2 separate regions of the Mus musculus genome follow, and region 1 is linked to region 2. A link is a contact called in public HiChIP or PLAC-seq data. All regions are on one chromosome and are shown on one strand. Each heading gives the region's core, a stretch centred on a gene start, on an enhancer-like site or on the middle of the called end of the contact. The rest is flanking DNA. Distances are from core to core; before and after follow the strand shown. Region 1 has its middle 250 kb from the start of Mir1906-2. Region 2 has its middle 180 kb from the start of Mir1906-2.

Evidence for each region. HiChIP or PLAC-seq counts read pairs in DNA pulled down with a chosen protein or histone mark.
Region 1: a contact with region 2 is called in an H3K27ac HiChIP or PLAC-seq map of embryonic stem cells, with 2.8 times the contacts expected there. The contact joins two enhancer-like sites. A contact is called at or near these places in 2 of 484 Hi-C or Micro-C datasets (both in embryonic stem cells), 2 of 115 datasets of contacts at active chromatin or transcription factors (both in embryonic stem cells) and 1 of 9 other capture datasets (embryonic stem cells).

Annotation. Positions count from the first base shown.
Region 1 is chrX:89,007,072-89,012,900 of GRCm38.p6, reverse strand. No RefSeq gene overlaps it. Among named protein-coding and RNA genes, the nearest start is that of Mir1906-2, 250 kb to the right of the region's middle. Within about 2 kb of position 4,565, at least 5 of the 459 cell types and tissues checked have an H3K27ac peak or open chromatin away from gene starts, as enhancers often do. A contact at or near this core is called in embryonic stem cells, where this site is marked.
Region 2 is chrX:88,575,048-88,581,565 of GRCm38.p6, reverse strand. No RefSeq gene overlaps it. Among named protein-coding and RNA genes, the nearest start is that of Mir1906-2, 180 kb to the left of the region's middle. Within about 2 kb of position 1,330, at least 6 of the 459 cell types and tissues checked have an H3K27ac peak or open chromatin away from gene starts, as enhancers often do. A contact at or near this core is called in embryonic stem cells, where this site is marked.

The DNA of each region.
Region 1 (5,829 bases), core at 3,316-5,815, 430 kb before region 2:
GAGCTTTTTTAGTTCTGAATAGAACTAACCCTAATATGACTCAATCATGCTGGTTATGCTATGCCTCTAGCCCCCCTTATTATGAAGGAATAGCTCAGATCAGGACTTATAATACTACTTCAGATCATTCTCAATGCCTTTGGGGAGAAACCAGAAAGCTGACTCTAGCAGCAGTTTCAGGAAGGGGGCTTTGTCTGGGCCGGGTACCTCAGGATAAAGGGCACCTCTGTAATCAGACCCAGAACATCCAGTCTAGCAAAAGTTGTCAGTATTTGGTACCTCCCCTAGACACAGTGTGGGCTTGCAATACCGGTCTCACTCCTTGTGTGTCTATGTCTGTTTTTAATAGTTCCAAAGATTTCTGCATTTTGGTTCAGCTTATTCCCAGACTCTTGTATCATGATGATAGCTCTTTTTTAGATAAATTTGAACATCGGGTCCGCTGGAAAAGAGAACCCGTTACCTTAACTTTGGCAGTTCTATTAGGATTGGGAGTAGCAGCTGGAGTAGGTACAGGAACCGCTGCCTTAATTAAGACCCCCCAATACTATGAAGAACTACGTGCAGCTATGGATATTGATCTTAGAACTATAGAACAGTCTATAACCAAATTAGAAGAATCTTTAACTTCCCTGTCCGAAGTGGTGCTGCAAAATAGAAGGGGATTAGACTTATTATTCCTTAAAGAAGGAGGACTCTGTGCTGCCTTAAAAGAAGAATGTTGTTTTTATGTTGACCATTCAGGAGTAATCAAAGATTCTATGGCTAAACTTAGAGAACGCCTAGATATACGTAAAAGAGAAAGAGAAAGCCAACAAGGATGGTTTGAAAGCTGGTTTAATAAGTCCCCTTGGCTCACCACTCTCCTCTCCACTATAGCAGGACCTTTAATTACACTTATGCTTTTGCTTACTTTTGGCCCATGCATCCTTAATAAGTTAGTAGCTTTTATTAGAGAAAGGATAAACGCAGTACAAGTTATGGTACTAAAACAACAACATCTGGTCCTTCAGGAGGTTGAAAACTCGTTCTAAGATTAGAACTATCTTCTAGAAGAAGTGGGGAATGAAGAATAAAAATTTTTTACTGAACTCTTCTTCACCCCAGAGCCCGACCCCTCCCATCTAGAGATTGTTCCCAGAACACTCCTAAACTTTTCACCCCAGAATACATTCCTGAACTCCTCACCCTAAAGTTCGAACCCTCCCAACTAAAAACTGTTCCAAGAACATTTTTGAGATAAAGGCCTCCTGGAACAACCTCAAAATGAACCGGGTACATTGCCAAATGATAGAACATGACCCCTTAGTTACGTAGATTCCTTTGGCAGAACCCCTTGTCCCTTGGCAGAACCCCCTAGTGATGTAAACTTGTACTTTCCCTGCCCAGTTCTCCCCCTTTGAGTTTTACTATATAAGCCTATGAAAAATTTTGGCTGACCGTCGATTCTCCTCTGCACCACTAGGTGTATGAGTTTCGACCCCAGAGCTCTGGTCTGTGTGCTTTCATGTTGCTGCTTTATTAAATCTTACCCTCTACATTTTATGTATGGTCTCAGTGTCTTCTTGGGTCCGCGGCTGTCCCGGGACTTGAGTGCCTGAGTGAGGGTCTCCCTTCGGGGGTCTTTCAGCACCACAGCAGCCTTAATAGGATGTTAAAACTGTGCTTTGAGGTGAACGCCACCTCTGCCTCGCCCTCCTCCAGCCCTTCTCCCAGGCCGAAGAGGCTGAAGCTGCCCAATCTGTTGTAGGCCAGGAAAGCCAAGGGAGGGCAGCAGAGCACCCACCCTGAGTGCTAGCCTGGGAAAATACGGCTACCCCTACCCCCAGCGGGGACACGCAGATGCTCATGGGGGCAATCGTGAGAGCAGCCTTCCCCTGAGTTCACTACAAAGGCGCCTACTTTCTGGCAGCCTCCCATGCCACCACCGCTCAGGGAAAGCTGTGTACCCCAAGGCCCTGCCTTTAGCAGCAAGCAGCCGGCTGGCTCCACGTTGGCCAATGGTAGGCCGGGAGGAGAAGAAAAGTGACTTTACAATAATGTTTTCTCTTGCCAAAAATTGCTGTGGGCACAGGTAATATTTAATTACCATTGATTATAATTGATAACAATTATAAAAGCTTTCTTTATTTTCTGCAAAGCCTTTTGTTCTTTACCAGTTAGTTTGCGTCTCACTTAATAGCACCTAACAATAGCTTAAGGTCTCCTGTGGTGAGTTTAAGGTGAGGTCTTAGCCAATTAACATCTCCTGGAAGCTTTTGAAAATAAAATTTTGAAGCAAATCAATTTTTCGTTCTAGATTTTCTGTACCACAATATTATAGTATAACTAAAACCCTAAGTATTAAAAAGATATTGCCTCTGAATCTTTCCTGGAACAACAGCTACTCCCCAGAAATTAAAAGCTCCTTGTGTGAGAGCAAGGATTTAAAGTAAATTTCCCTTGAGAGGCATTAGCTAATAAAATACTTTCCACTTGGGAAACAATATACACTGAAAGATTCAAACTCTTAGCTTCTTGTATTGAAGCACAGACACTAAGAATTTTTCTTACATGAGGTAAGGCTATATAAGCCATACCTAGAGGCAAAATTTTCCAGTGATTACAAGCTCCCTAGAAGCAAGCTCTTTACAATTTTTCTGGATGCAAAGGAAAAAACCAACTCTTAAATCTATAATAACTTTACATGAACTAGGCAAGTCAAATCGCAATGTCCTGATAAATTCTACAGTCTGATTGACCTTTTATGAACTTAGAATTCAAACTTTATTTAGAACAACATCTGGATAGATCTACAACAGTGTTCTTTTAGGTAAAAGGAATTTTTCCTGAAGGCAAGGAGAGGCAAGTTTTGAGAGCTTCCTTAGGCACTCTTTGCAAGACAAAAGAAAGTCACACAAGCTGCATAGAGGCTGCTCTGAGCTTAGTTCCTCTTGCTGTGAGGACAGATTTCAGAATTTTTAAGTTTCTTTTGCAATATTAGACTATAACTACAACCTTGGGAAAGTAAAACCCAATTTCAAAACAATTTATCACCTTAGAATCAACATTAAAACTTCACTATCACGTTGCAAATTTTGGCTGCCAATTTATACCTATGAATGCATGACAGTGCAAATTTTAATGCTTAATTAAAGAGACATTGCTTTAAATCTTATCTTTAATTCTACTTTCTAGGATAAGAATCACATTAAATATTATCTCGACTAGAAGTAGCCTTAGAGACCCAGCCTCTTGGCCTGCCTTATGCCACGTGTTGGAAAGACTGAAAATCTGAGTTACCAATTTAAAGCTAAATTTCTAGTAACCAGCATTATGCCTATTTGATCATACCCAATAACTTATAAGCTAATACTCTTGTGATGAATACACGCAGAGAATATTACACCTCTAAGACCAGTAAAAAACCAAATGAAGTGGCTAAACGAGTCTAATAAATTTAGACCAATCAAAGAATTTCAAATTTTCTAGCTAAAATTATAAGATTAGAAAAGCACTTTGTTATTTGCCAAACACAATAATCACAATTGCAGAGAACCCTCCAGGAAAAAAAAAAAATCTATCAGCTTTTTTGCCCCCAAACCAAGAGGCTGCAGACTCCCTTTCTTTGGGAGCAGCTTTTCCAGCAGTGGCTCCCCTGCTGTGCCTGATCCTGGCTAAAGTGTGTGGCCACTCTCTTGCTGAACCAGCAGATAAGATTTTAGCCATCTTCATTTTCCAACATGAAACACAGAACATTCAGTCATTCACACAACTAGACACGAACACACATGTATTGAACACATGAGTGGACCAGTGTACCAGACATTAGACTAGACGTTAGACAACACAAAGAGGGCAGAGAACTTCTGCTGTAGGGGCTAGAGAGAAAAAGGCAGGGTGTCTCCCGAATTTCTCTCTGCCTCTGGGAGAGTTTCAAAATTCATTTTCCTCTGTATTATTTTATTATTACAAACCCTGTTTCTGCCACCTGATGCAGCTACTGTCTGCGGACATCCGCCTGATTATTTAATTTAAACCCTTTTTCCTCTCGCCTAAAGCAGTTTTAAAAAAACTGTGGACAATCACCTGATCAGTTCCTAGTTCTGATAATTCGCTGCTGACCTAATTGAATCCAGCGCTAGGTTAGCACTGATTCAAGCTTAGCCCATATCTTTCCGTACCTCCAGCAACACTTTACCTGTTGCTCACCATGCACCTGATATGATTCTTTTCTTTTTCTTCCCGTGGAGCTCCATACCAAGCAGCGTTCCTCCAGCATTTTTCTGCCATTCCTCAGGTCCCCCATTTGGACACCAAACTGTTGGAAGCCGGCCTGCGGCTCACAAGAAATGAAATACACCTGGGAGGCAAGCCAGGGCTGAAAGAGGGATAAACTAGGCAGTGGAGAGAAAAATGGAGCTAAGTCAAGATTCCTGATCAAAGCTCAAATGTTTAATGGCAAATGTGCTTATAAGGGGGCGGGGGAGGCCCATTCCTGCCAATTCATCCTTGGAGCCTGGAACCAGCTGCAGGTGATGACTGCAGGATAGGGTGTAGTCTCTGTCTCTGGAATAGAGGCAGTGGCTGAACAATAGAGTGATCTAGGGAGGAAGGCTCCACCCTAGGTAATCTCCTTAGTGGCAGCAAGGTCAAGGTCTGGCTCAGCCTGCTTCAGGCTGGGAGGAGGTTACAATCCTTTGCTTCAATTGAGACAGAAACCACACTGAGTTTTAGGTTGTATATGCTTCAATTAATGAATAACTGATAGTGTGTGGGTTCATATTTTTAACCTTTGTAGAACTAGACTCCTCTACAATTGTCTTCTGTATCACAGGTGTCAGAAGGAATTCACTGTGATCAAATAGGGACTTACCATAATTGTCAGGCCAATGAATGAGATCATTATTCAGGAAGCTGTCTCCTGTACCAATGAGTTCAAGGCCATTCTCCACTTTCTCTTCTTTTAGAATTAGGGTATCTGTTTTGGCACTGAGATCTTTGATCCACTTTGACTTGAGTTTTGTACAGAGTAATAGATATGGATCTATTAGTATTCTTCTACATGCAGATATCCAGTTAGCCCATCACCATTTGTTGAAGATACCTTTTTTTTCCATTGTATGTTTTTTTTTTTTGCCTTCTTTGTCAAAAATCAAATAACCATAAATCTGTGCATGTAACTCAGAGTCTTCAATTTGATTCCATTGATCAACCTATCTGCTGCTATACCAATACCGTGCAGTTTTAATTTATATTGGCTGTAGTACAGCTTGAAATCAGGGAAGGTGTTACTTCCTGTTTGTGTGCTTGTTTGCTTGGCTACTGGGGTGTGTGTAGCACTGCCAGCATACCTCTCAAGGGACCATAATCCATATGGGAGTCCTCAGTCTGTGATTTTCTGAGTGGAAACCAGGGGATACTGGGATGATTGCAGTGGTTTCAAGTCTCCTCTAAAGCCAGGTGCTGGCTGCATACCACTGGGAGTTGGTAACTGGATCCTTGGTCATTATTTCCCCTCAGGGTGTATATATGTCAGGCAGAAATGGGAAAACAGTCAGGGACATGCAAGGAATCCAGTTTGATTACAAGTGAGTGCTGATAGCAGAGAGTACTAAGGACCTGGAAGAGAGAGGGCCTTCCCAGGGAAAGGTACATATGGCTCTTTACAAATAAAGATTCTTTCTCCAACATGAATAATCCTTGATGAAGAGATCCTCCTTGCTTGTCCAAACTGCTTTAATTGATGATGCATGGGACCAGATATTAAAAACTTTTCGTGGGAAGAAAAGCCCAGGAGAAGAAGTTCATTGACCATAAACTTGGGGCCTAAATAGCATTAAACTCATT
Region 2 (6,518 bases), core at 81-2,580:
CAGCCACACTAGACTTCTAACTACAGGTACAGGGCTCCACAGGCCAATTGATACTGTTTATTTATTTTTTTCTTTCTTTCTTTTTCTCTTTCACCAAATTATCCCCAGATAGTCGGAGAGTACTGTTTTTCTTAAGCCCGTTCTCTCATGTGCAAACCATCTCTAGTCAGGGTATAAGGCACCTATGAGACTTACCTTCATTTCTCTAGATTTTCACATAGCTCTAAACACATACACAAAAATACACAAAACAGACCATCAGATCCAGGCACATGCGGCCCTTTCTCATCCTCCACAAGCAGGCAAAAGAATTAGACGATTTTGGAAGGGTAAGCTTCCACTTCAGAACTCCGTCTCTCTGACCGAAGGATCTCCAGAGAGTACTAGGTGTCCCTGGCTCTCCCCTCTTCCCAGAGCTTCCCCCTGGGTGGCAGTGGTCTTTCTAGCACATCTGCTGACCAAAGTCCTCCGGTCCTTATGGCCCGAAGGGACAGCTGCAAATACCAACCACGTGTTTCAGAAAACCCCATCTACAAACACCAGAGAAACCAAACTCAGGCGGATCCAGAATAAGACTGCACCATGCTTCAGAGACAAGGGACGAAACACAGACAACAAACCAACACAAAGAGCACATGTTTGTTTCATAAAACATAAGACAGACACTCAGAACAAAGACACAGGCACACAAGAGGGGATTCCCCCGCTGTTCTCTCTGTCTCTGGGAGAGTTTCAAAATCCACTTTCCTCCCGCCTGATGCAGTTCCCAACTGTGGCCATCTGCCTGTTCCATGGATTTATACCCTTATATTTCTCTTGCCTAAAAAGCAGCTTCTAAAAGCTGTGGCCGTCTGCCTGCTGTGTTCCTAGATCCTGATATCACTGCTGAACCTAAGCAAATCCAGCTCACAGTTTAGTGCTGTTACAGCTTAGACTGTACCATGCCCAGGTACAAAATTTCTAATTCTTTCCTATCTGTGGTGCTCCATACCAGCAGTGTTTCTTCCAGCGTCTTCTGCCATTTCCAGGCCCCGCATTGGAACCCCAAATTGTTGGAGCCCGGCCTGTGGCTCTCATGTTGGGGTTCGAGCCTGGGAGGCAACCGGAGCTGAAAGAGAAGAGGGAACCTAGGCAGGTCGAGAAATAATGGAAACCAAGACAAGCTAGTCTATCCAAGGCTCAAAGGTTTAATGGGGATCTTGCTTATAAAGAAGAGGGGGAGGCCCATCCCCCACTGGTTCATTCTTGAAGCCTGGAACCAGCTGCAGGTGGCCAAGTGCAGGATAAGGCATAGTCAGTCTCATGAATAGCTCCAGGGCCTCTCAGCAGGTAGCAATATCTTGAAGAGGAACAGGGACAGTGGCTGAACAATAGAGAGATCTAGGGAGGAAGGCTCAACCCTAGGTAATCTTAGTGGCAGCAAAGTCAAGGTCTGGCTCAGCCTGCTTCAGGCTGAGGGGGAAGTTACAGAAGGTGTTGGAGTGCCACACCACTTTGGAGGCCTCTTTTTTTTTTTTTAACTCTTTATTTTCTTTTTTTTTCCCCTCCGAAAGATTCATTTTATTGATACAGAGAATATCAAAGCTGAATCATACTTTTTTTTTCTTTTCCATTTTTTATTAGGTATTTAGCTCATTTACATTTCCAATGCTATACCAAAAGTCCCCCATAGCCACCCACCCCCACTCCCCTACCCACCCACTCCCCCTTTTTGGTCCTGGGGTTCCCCTGTACTGGGGCATGTAAAGTTTGCAAGTCCAATGGGCCTTTCTTTCCAGTGATGGCCAACTAGGCCATCTTTTGATACATATGCAGCTAGAGTCAAGAGCTCCAGGGTACTGGTTAGTTCATATTGTTGTTCCACCTATAGGGTTGCAGTTCCCTTTAGCTCCTTGGGTACTTTCTCTAGCTCCTCCATTGGGAGCCCTGTGATCCATCCATTAGCTGACTGTGAGCATCCACTTCTGTGTTTGCTAGGCCCCGGCATAGTCTCACAAGAGACAGCTACATCTGGGTCCTTTCAATAAAATCTTGCTAGTGTATGCAATGGTGTCAATGTTTGGATGCTGATTATGGGGTGGATCTCTGGATATGGCAGTCTCTACATGGTCCATCCTTTTATCTCAGCTCCAAACTTTGTCTCTGTAACTCCTTCCAAGAGTGTTTTGTTCCCACTTCTAAGGAGGGGCATAGTGTCCACACTTCAGTCTTCATTTTTCTTGAGTTTCATGTGTTTAGGAAATAGTATCTTATATCTTGGGTATCCTAGGTTTTGGGCTAATATCCACTTATCAGTGAGTACATATTGTGTGAGTTCCTTTGTGAATGTGTTACCTCACTGAGGATGATGCCCTCCAGGTCCATCCATTTGGCTAGGAATTTCATAAATTCATTTTTTTTAATAGCTGAGTAGTACTCCATTGTGTATATGTACCACATTTTCTGTATCCATTCCTCTGATGAGGGGCATCTGGGTTCTTTCCAGCTTCTGGCTATTATAAATAAGGCTGCTATGAACATAGTGGAGCATGTGTCCTTCTTACCAGTTGTGGCATCTTCTGGATATATGCCCAGGAGAGGTATTGCTGGATCCTCCGGTAGTACTATGTCCAATTTTCTGAGGAACCGCCAGACTGATTTCCAGAGTGGTTGTACAAGCCTGCAATCCCACCAACAATGGAGGAGTGTTCCTCTTTCTCCACATCCATGCCAGCATCTGCTGTCACCTGAATTTTTGATCTTAGCCATTCTGACTGGTGTGAGGTGGAATCTCAGGGTTGTTTTGATTTGAATTTCCCTGATGATTAAGGATGTTGAACATTTTTTCAGGTGCTTCTCTGCCATTCGGTATTCCTCAGGTGAGAATTCTTTGTTCAGTTCTGAGCCCCATTTTTTAATGGGGTTATTTGATTTTCTGAAGTCCACCTTCTTGAGTTCTTTATATATGTTGGGTATTTGTCCCCTATCTGATTTAGGATAGGTAAAGATCCTTTTCCAATCTGTTGGTGGTCTTTTTGTCTTATTGATGGTGTCTTTTGCCTTGCAGAAACTTTGGAGTTTCATTAGGTCCCATTTGTCAATTCTTGATTTTACAGCACAAGCCATTGCTGTTCTGTTCAGGAATTTTTCCCCTGTGCCCATATCTTCAAGGTTTTTCCCCACTTTCTCCTCTATAAGTTTCAGTGTCTCTGGTTTTATGTGAAGTTCCTTGATCCACTAAGATTTGACCTTAGTACAAGGAGATAAGTATGGATCGATTCGCATTCTTCTACAAGATAACAACCAGTTGTGCCAGCACCAATTGTTGAAAATGCTGTCTTTCTTCCACTGGATGGTTTTAGCTCCCTTGTCGAAGATCAAGTGACCATAGGTGTGTGGGTTCATTTCTGGGTCTTCAATTCCATCCCATTGGTCTACTTGTCTGTCTCTATACCAGTATCATGCAGTTTTTATCACTATTGCTCTGTAGTAAAGCTTTAGGTCAGGCATGGTGATTCCACCAGAGGTTCTTTTGTCCTTGAGAAGACTTTTTGCTATCCTAGGTTTTTTGTTATTCCAGATGAATTTGCAAATTGCTCCTTCTAATTCGTTGAAGAATTGAATTGGAATTTTGATGGGGATTGCATTGAATCTGTAGATTGCTTTTGGCAAGATAACCATTTTTACAATGTTGATCCTGCCAATCCATGAGCATGGGAGATCTAGATCTTTCCATCTTCTGAGATCTTCTTTAATTTCTTTCTTCTGAGACTTGAAGTTTTTATCATACAGATCTTTCACTTCCTTAGTTAGAGTCACGCCGAGATATTTTATATTATTTGTGACTATTGAGAAGGGTGTTGTTTCCCTAATTTCTTTCTCAGCCTGTTTATTCTTTGTGTAGAGAAAGGCCATTGACTTGTTTGAGTTTATTTTATATCCAGCTACTTCACCGAAGCTGTTTATCAGGTTTAGGAGTTCTCTGGTGGAATAAGGGACACTTGCATGTGAATCTGAGTTCCGCACTCTTTGCAAAAATAGTACCAATACAAACAAAGTAAGATGCACACTTACCAAACATAAATCATCAGGACATGAAATATGAAACCAAGTGAAAGGTCATTGGAATCCTTATGTATTGTCCTTAATCATTTACCTCCTGCTTAATATATACTTATTATATTCCGGGCATTTTCTAGATATGAATGTGTTGAAAAAAACATAGTTTGAAAAATCCATGTTCTCATTATTTATTCACTTGTCAATTGAAATTTTTTTATTAAATATTTTCTTCACTTGCATTTCAAATGCTATCCCCAAAGTCCCCTATAACCTCCCCCCACCCTGTTCCCTAACCCACCCTCCCCTGCATCCTGGCCTTGGATGCAAAAATTTTGTATCTAGACTGGACTTATACAAAATAAATATTCATGTCCTTTTGGGTCTGAGTTACCTCACTTAAGATGGATGATACTTTCTAGTTCCATCCATTTGCCTGCAAAAGTCAGGATGCCCTCTTTCTTAATAGCTGAGTAGTATTCCATTGTATAAATGAACTACATTTTCTGTATTCATTCTTCTGTCGTGGGACATCTAGGTTGTTTCCAGCTTCTGCCTATCACAAATAAGGCCACTATGAACATAGTGGAACAGGGGCCCCTGTGGCATGGTGGGGCATCTTTTGGGTATATTCCCAAGAGTGCTATTTCTGGGTCTTCAGGTTGATCTATTTCCAAATTTCTTAGGAACCTCCAGATTGATTTCCAGACTAGCTGTACCAGTTTGCAATCCCACCAGCAATGGAGGAGTGCTCCTCTTTCTCCACACCCTCTCCAACATGTGTTATAACCTAAGGTTTTAATCATAGCCATTCTAACTGGTGTAAGGGGAAATCTCAGGGTCGTTTTTATTTGCATTTTTCTGATCACTAAGGACGTTGAACATTTCTTTAGGTGTTTTTCAGCCATTCAAAATTCCTCAGTTGTGAATTGTTGGTTTAGTTCTACACCTCATTTTTTGATTGGGTCATTTGGGTTTTTTTGGTGATTAGCTACATGAGTTATTTATATATTTTGGATATTAGCCCTCTATCTGATGTGGGGTTAGTGAAGTTTTGTTTTTTTTTTTTTTTTTTTTCTAATCAGTAGGTTGCCGATTTGTCTTATTGACTATGTCCTTTCCCTTACAGAAGCTTTCTAGTTTTATGAGGTCCCATTCATCAATTCTTGATCTTAGAGCCCGAGCCATTAGAGTTCTGTTTAGGAAATTTCTGCCTGAGCCAATGAGTTCAAATTTCTTTCCCACTTTCTCTTCTATTAGATTCAGTGTACCTGGTTTTATGTTGAGGTCCTTGACCCACTTGGACTTGAGCTTTGACAAGGAGATAAATATGGGTCTGTTTTATTCTTCTATATAGAGACAACCAGTTAGACCAGAAACATTTATTGAAGATGCTTCCTTTTTTCCATTGTATAATTTTGGTGTCTTTGTTAATGATCAAGTGACCATAAGGGTGTTGTTTAATTTCTGCGTCTTCAGTTCTATTCCATTGATCAACATGGCTGTCTCTGTACCAATACCATGCAGTTTTTATCACTATTGCTCTGTTGTAAAGCTTGGGATGGTGATTCTTCCAGCTGTTCTTTTATTGTTAAGAATTGTTTTCACTATTCTGGGTATTTTACCTTTCCAGGTGAATTTGAGAATTGCTCTTTCCATATCTTTGAAGAGTTGTATTGGAATTTTGATGGGGATTGCATTGAATCTATATATTGCCTTTTGTAGGATGGACATTTTTACTATGTTAATTCTGCCAATACATGAGCATGGGAGATCTCTCTGTTTTCTGAGATCTTCTTTGATTTCTTTCTTCAGAGACTTGAAGTTATTGTCCTATAGGTCTTTCATTTCTTTGGTTAGTTACTCCAAGATATTTTATACTATTTGCGGTTATTGTGAAGGGAATTATTTCACTAATTTCTTTCTCAGCCTGTTTATCCTTTGTAAAAGGAAGGCTACTGATTTATTTGAGTTAATTTTATATCCAGCCACTTTGTTGAAGTTGTTTATCAGGTGGAGAAGTTTTCTGGTAGAATTTTGGGGTTGCTTATGTTTACTATCATATTGCCTGCAAATAGTGATACATTTGTTTCTTCTTTACCAATTTTTATGACTTTGATTTCTTTTTGTCGTCTTATTGTTCTAGCTAACACTTCGAATACTATACTGAATAGATATGGGGAGAGTGGGCACCCTTGTCTTGTCCCTGATTTCAGTGAGATTGCTTCAACTATGTCTCCATTTAATTTGATATTGGCTGTTGGATTGCAGTAAACTGCTTTTATTATGTTTATGTATGGGCCTTAAATTCCTGATCTCTCCAATACTTTTAGCATGAAGGGGTGTTATATTTTGTCAAATGCTTTTTCAGAATCTAAGGAAATGATCATGTGATTTTTTTTCTTTGAGTTAGTTTATATAGTGGATTATGTTAATGGATTTTTGTATATTAAACAAACCTTGCATCCTTGTGATGAAGC